Regions from separate parts of the Mus musculus genome. Here region 1 is linked to region 2. Evidence: chromatin contacts called from public Hi-C data. All regions are on one chromosome and are shown on one strand. The core of a region is the stretch at or near the end of the contact, and the rest is flanking DNA. Distances in the headings are between cores, read along the strand shown.

What was found. A called contact is a pair of places that touch in the nucleus more often than the background predicts.
Region 1: a contact with region 2 is called in a Hi-C map of cerebral cortex, with 5 times the contacts expected there. The contact joins two enhancer-like sites. A contact is called at or near these places in 1 of 484 Hi-C or Micro-C datasets (cerebral cortex) and 1 of 115 datasets of contacts at active chromatin or transcription factors (embryonic forebrain).

The regions. Positions count from the first base shown.
Region 1 is chr13:84,757,231-84,760,592 of GRCm38.p6, forward strand. The region is part of intron 2 of Gm34196 (a long non-coding RNA gene); the gene reads right to left. Among named protein-coding and RNA genes, the nearest start is that of Gm34246, 84 kb to the left of the region's middle. Within about 2 kb of position 1,516, at least 36 of the 459 cell types and tissues checked have an H3K27ac peak or open chromatin away from gene starts, as enhancers often do. A contact at or near this core is called in cerebral cortex, where this site is marked.
Region 2 is chr13:82,307,228-82,310,558 of GRCm38.p6, forward strand. No RefSeq gene overlaps it. Among named protein-coding and RNA genes, the nearest start is that of Gm24295, 260 kb to the left of the region's middle. Within about 2 kb of position 1,329, at least 4 of the 459 cell types and tissues checked have an H3K27ac peak or open chromatin away from gene starts, as enhancers often do. A contact at or near this core is called in cerebral cortex, where this site is marked.

The sequences.
Region 1 (3,362 bases), core at 266-2,765, 2.5 Mb after region 2:
CTAAGAACTTGGGGTTTATATCCAAACTAAAAGTGATATAATCAAATATAAGAGAAATTGAAGACATAACTTATTAACCGTGCCGTACGTTAACACCACAAATGAAGTGGAATTTTCTCAAACTAGAGACACCCAGAGAGCATACTGCACACAACATTGCCTGTGCAGAAAGTTTTACCACCATGGGACCCCTTGATTCCCCTCATATTTACATTTTAAAGAGCTATGATTATATCATTGGATCTTTGTTTTACTAAATATTTTATATAGATGTCTTCTTAGAATCTGTAGTTTTGATAAATTTATAAAAATCAAAGCTAAGAAAATATGTCCAACAAATTATCTTATTCTCAGATACTATACACGGGATAAAAAGCTTTACAAAGGTGGATACTGAAAACAGCCCCCCCAAACTTCAGATCTGTGAGATTTTAAACTGACATGATTTCATATCTATCAAAATTGTAAAGCCATTAGAAGTAAAATTAAATGTGTAGGTTATATAGTAGTATCAGTAGTACATGAAATAAATTATGCACTTCAGTTTGTCAATGCGCAGTATCATTTTTGATCCCATGTAAATCTGCTATGAGACGTTTAAAGGAATATCAAAAATATACCCCAACCACAACAGATTTGTCATTCATGCGCTGTTGAGCATGGAGGCCTAATTTACCCTTTTGCCATTATTTTAAATTAAGGCACTTATCCAAAGATCAAAACATCGTCTACAATGGACATTTTGTGAAGGCAGATAGTGATAACATCTGAAGGGATATGGTAATTGTTCCTGTTGTGGACGAACAGGGAGAGATATTTGATATGTATCTTGGGAAACAGGAAATGTTCCACATATAAAACTACAACTGCAAGTGTGGAGGGAAAGACGAAAGCGGCCCAGTGACCAGGCAAAAACTTTAAACGTATTTGCGAAGCAAGAACAAAGACATGCGTTGCCTGGCTGGTAGAAAGTGTTAAAGGGGATTGTCTCCTTTGCCACGGCTGTTTGAAATCCAGCATTTCATATTAGTCCTTAATGACAGACCCTAACAGCATAAGTGAAGAAAAACCAAGAGAAATTTTGATGAAAAAAAAAAAAAATCAAGAAAAAGAAATATGACTGCAAATGTGCAAACTTTGTCTGCAGTTGTTGCAGGCACAGTGGTGAAGGGACTGCTCTGTCCACCTATTAAGGTAGACCGCATAACAAATAGCACACTATCCCCCAAAGGGAAGAGAGTAAAGTTCTCAGGAAACCCCAGCAAACACTGACATGATTTTTATTATTCCAAATTTAATCCGACATTTTCTAAGTGTGTGTGGAAGGAGGACAGAATACTCCCTTTGTGTCCTGGAAAGTGTCATGCGACACAAAAAGATCTTTCTCAAAGAAAAGGCATCTTACATGATTAACACTGAGCTCCCAGCTTGAAAAGAATAAACCCCCAATGTCGCGCAGTGCAGGACGGCTGAGCAGGTCCAATACAGTGCTTTCATGCCATCTAGTGGTCATCTGAGAAGTCTCCCCGAGACCCGGGGATCTCAAGCAACTGGTAAAGAGGAGTAGCCATCCTCACCACCTCCACCACCACCATCACCACCATCACAACCATCACCACCATCACCACCATCACCACCATCACCACCCAAAAAAGAAAGAAAAGTAAAGAAACACGAGGTTGAAAAAACATATAAATAATTTAGGACACAAAAAAAATCTCATCAGCTTCAATAACCTGGCTAAATTTTTGATACCGTTTTAATTTGAGTGGAATTTGTTTCTTCTGGTCCTCTCTTTTCCTCCTTTTTTCTTTCCTCAATTCTTTTTCAAGTTTCCTTTTGTTTTCAGTCTACTTTCCGTTAGATTACACTTAGAAAAGAAACACAGATGCATGTTTTAATCATTAGTTTCTGAAAGAATTAAAACGTCACTTGCTTTCATACCTTGGTTTGGGTATTTTGAGACTTTTCTTTTAAATAAACCATCTCCCCACCACTCATATAAAATGTCAAGAAGCAAGACGGTACATAACTGAATTCCTCGGTAATAACTACATTCCTCCTTCTTGGAAAGGCACAGTACCTAAAATGTTCTCGACTTCTCTTCTGATGTCGGCCGCCCTATAAGCAGTCCTCAGAGTATTGAACTTTGAATTTTTTGAAAGCTAAAGTATTTTTCCCATTTTGCAAAATAGTTTTAAAATGTCATTATATGCATCTATGTCCAGGTGTGCTCTTTATACTTTGCCTAATAAATCATTTTCAAATACTGTAGCACAATTGGTTTCCTTTTCTAGTTGAGATTTATTTCTAAAGCTTAGGAATTCTTTTATTTCTCATTGATTCATACATTTTTATATTAGTTTTATTGTTTCTAAGGATTTGCCTTTTAAGGACACAAAAAGCTGATTTCTAATTGTGTAAAATAAATCTTTGATTTCAGTCAGCAACTAGTGTTTTTATCCGGGAAAGCCTCAGCCTTTTCTTTCTTTCTCTCTTTCTTTCTTTCTTTCTTTCTTTCTTTCTTTCTTTCTTTCTTTCTTTCTTTCTTTCTCTCTCTCTCTCTCTCTATCTCTCTCTTTCTTTTTCATAAAACAGTATATTTCGAAGGCTTCATGACATAAGAACAATACAGATTTTATAGTGGTTAGAGATCAGTAAGAAATACAAAGTGGAGTGGTGCTCAAATGCTGGTCCAGGCTTTAAATTAAAACAGATATTTATTTAAAAGAATTTAATAAACTAACAAAGTACTTGCAAATATTTCAAGTAATATTGCAGCAGAAAATAATTTTGTTGCTTATTTTTCCTCACTTTTGTCTTGCAAACGTGGGCGTACATACACTGGAATATTCAATGTCAATGATTCCATCATAGACAGAAATTAAAAGCATAAATGTAACATTTTCTGATGCATTTGCCATAGTTGTAGTCTCTATCAATGTGCATATTTTCATTTTGTAACTTAAACAAAGGTGCATATATTTTAAAGTAGATGTTCACCTCAAAACTAAGATTTAATTTTCAAACTATGTAGCAAATATAGTATATAGTACAAATATGCATAAAGATGCCAAATCTAGATTTTCACCTTCTAAAAGACTATAGAGCAAAAATTATGTCACTTAAAATGCTATTTTCCTCTTTTATCTCCATCTTGAATGGCAACATAATCTTAATCACAAAATATTTGCTGATTATATCTATATATTCTATATCTATGCATATCTATAAATTCAAGAAATGCTTGCTGATTATATCTATCTATTATATTATTTCTAATGATTGATGTTTTAGATTACTTTTAAATATAACTTTCTCATGGAACCTGGCCATTTAAAAACTATGTTCATTTTTGACAT
Region 2 (3,331 bases), core at 79-2,578:
AATTCTTAGACAAATGGATGGATCTGGAGGATATCATCTGAAGTGAGGTAACCCAATCACAAAAGAACACACATGATATACACTCACTGATAAGTGGATATTAGCCCAGGAGGTCAGAACATCCAAGATTCAATTTGCAGTACACGTGAAACTCAAGAAGAAGGAAGACCAAAGTTTGGATACTTCGACCCTTCTTAGAAGGGGGTACAAAATACCCATGGAAGAAGTTACAGAGACAAAGTGTAGAGCAGAGACTGAAGGAATGACCATCCAAAAACTGCCCCACCTGGGGATCCATCCCATAAACAACCACCAAACCCAGACACTATGGCAGATGCGAACAAGAGCTTGCTGACAGGAGCCTGATATAGCTATCTCCTGAGAGGCTATGCCAGTGCCTGACTAATACTGAAGTGGATGCTCACAGTCATCCATTAGATGGAGCACAGGGTCCCCAATGAAGGAGCTAGAGAAAGTACCCAAGGAGCTGAAGGGGTTTAAAGCACCCTAGTAGGAACAACAATATGAACTAACCAGTAACCCCAGAGCTCCCTGGGACTAAACCACCAATCAAAGAAAACACAGGGAAGGACTTGTGGCTATAGCTGCATATGTAGCAAATGTCGGCCTGGTTGGCCATCAATGGGAGGAGAGGCCCTTGGTCCTGTGAAGGTTCTATGCCCAGTATAGGGGAATGCCTGGGCCAGGAAGTGGGGGTGCATGGGTTTCGGAGCAGGGAGATGGGAGAGGATAGGGGATTTTCAGAAGGGAAACTAGGAAAGGGAATAACATTTGAAATGTAAATAAAGGAAATATCTAATAAAAACAAAAAAAAAAAACAAAAGAAAAAGAAAAAGAGAAACAATCAATTCAAAGGAAATATTGCTAATTGAAAGAAAGTTTAAAACACTCTCTATTGTTTAGAGATAGCTATAAAGTTCCCCACTCATTTTTTATTCCTTATGGTCCTCCAAAAGTCCCCCAGTTAGAGGACATTCATGTGTGGCCTCTAAGTATAAGGCGATCAAACCATTTGATGAGTATATCCTAGGAAACTGGATATCTGTTGGATTTACATTCTATTTTGTCCAAGCTTCCAGGAGACATTTCTGAAACCACAAGATGGTGCTAGGCCATGCCCTTGTCCATCATCCCTTAAACCTGCTGGGAGTGGTGCTTGTCCTTCACAAAGTCTCCCCAGCCCTTTTCTCTAAAATTTTCCATCTCCCAGTCTTCTCCTCTCCCACGTGCCCCCTACGCTTCAGCCACAGGCATGTCTCACTGCGTTCTGAATATGCCACTTTTTTGAAACTCTATCTTGTCCCAGATGCTGTTTCTTTTCCTGGAGTGCCCTTCCTTCCTTTCTATGCGCAGCGAACTCCCACTCGTGCAATAGGACCTAGCTCAAATGCCATCTCCTCACTGAAAACCTTTGCAGTCCTGCACAAAGCCGCACTCTCCCATTCACAGTCGCCCTGGCCTTTTGAGTTGTCTAGGGGAGGATCCTCTGGACTAATCCCTTGGCTATGAGTTCTGTGAGGGTTGCCAAACCTTTTGAATTTTTAATTTTGATCTTTAATCAAAAGTTCAGTATTCATCTGGAGGAATGATAGTTTTCTGGGCCCTTTCCTGCCTGTCTGATCTCATCCAGCCCCTTTATCTCAGCTTCAGTGTCCTCTTTTCAGGAAGGACATGTAAAAATGGGGGTGGGGGAGTGGGGGGAGCACAAATGAAAAATCATGTAGAAACTTGGGAGGAGCCTTTGTCTCCCCTTTATGGCAAGCAGCAAGGTGTGTAACTAACACTCCCATGACTTTACTGCATTTTAGAGTATTGTCCAGAGAGAATTTAGGGGCTTTATTTTAAATTAAAAACATCCCAATATTAAATATTTGTGAAAAAGAAGTCTTTTGCTTTGACATAGAGTAATTCTTTTAATATATATTCATGGTTGTAAATAATTATATTTATTAATTGTTTAAAATTCAGCATTGAAATCATACATACAGATACGGTTATATAGACTGAACAGGTTATGTTTATGCATTTAAGAATATATATGTATATGCCTGTATAAGTATGTATATAATAAAAATTAATTTAAAAGTGGCAATGATTTTAAAAGAGAGCAAGGACAGATATATGATAATATTTGGAGAAAGGAAAGGGGAAGATAAAGTGATGTAATTATAATCTGAAAAGTAAGATAAATAATTTAAGAAAAATTATATTTATAATATCAACCATGAAAGGAGGAGTGTATAAAACACATCTAAAAGATTAGTAAATTGGTTAAAGAAAAAGAAAATTGTCTTTGAAAAAGGCTTGGGTTGATTGCTGCTCTTCAGGCAACAAAGAATGATGCTTTGTAGTACTTAATGCAGCCAGTGAGCTCCAGAGCTGCCTTTCTGACAAATGTTGCAATCCATGTAGCCAGCACTAGGACATCATGCGTGCGAACCATGGTGCATGTGAGTGCTTGCTCGGTGTCCTCACTGAGTGTGACAGGAGAAAAGACAAAAAAGGTTAAGAGTAACGTCTGCTCCAGACACACTCCCCATCTGTCTTCTTGTCATTGCTGAACTCCTCAGGGTACCAAGTGAAGTGCAGTGTCTTAACTATTTTCCAATGAGGAGGTAATTAAGACCTAGCCAGTGTCAGTTACTTTCCACAAAGACGTAAAGATTTGTTACTGGAAGAGCCAAACTTTAGTTCCTGGCAGACTTGGTCACTAGAAAATTATTAATATGAGTTTTCTCTGAATTTTGTCATCTCTCTGGTCCTAATGTTTTTGGTTCTGTGGGGAAAAGTATTAAATCCACATTGATAGAAATGTTTTCAGTATTCCAGAAAATAACAATTTGCCTAAGTTCTACTTCTTATGTGCTAAGCTAAGCATTGTGATGAGCTATAGAAGAAACATATCCATCCATCCATACATGTGTGTGGGTATGTACTGTTGGGTCGGGATGATGTCTCAAGTATCCGTGACACACCTGTCGTGGATGGAAATAAGGTGTTTTTGACTGTGAACATCAGGATGTTCCATGTGTACTGATACAGTCTCTGAGTTAGTTTCATTACTCAGCTTCACTATTTTGACTTGTATACTCTACACCAGAAGTCATCTGAATCTCTACTCACAGGGTGTAATTCCTTTAGACTGGAAGATATCAAGCTGCAAATAAAACTAAGAATTCAATTCAATTAACAAGCAAACACATGAAAGAACAAAACTTCTATCTATATGAGTTTCAGATTTAATTTGGTGAAGATTTCTTTTGGTCTCCAACATAGTTGAGGAGACTATGAAAGAAAGAACAATAATCTC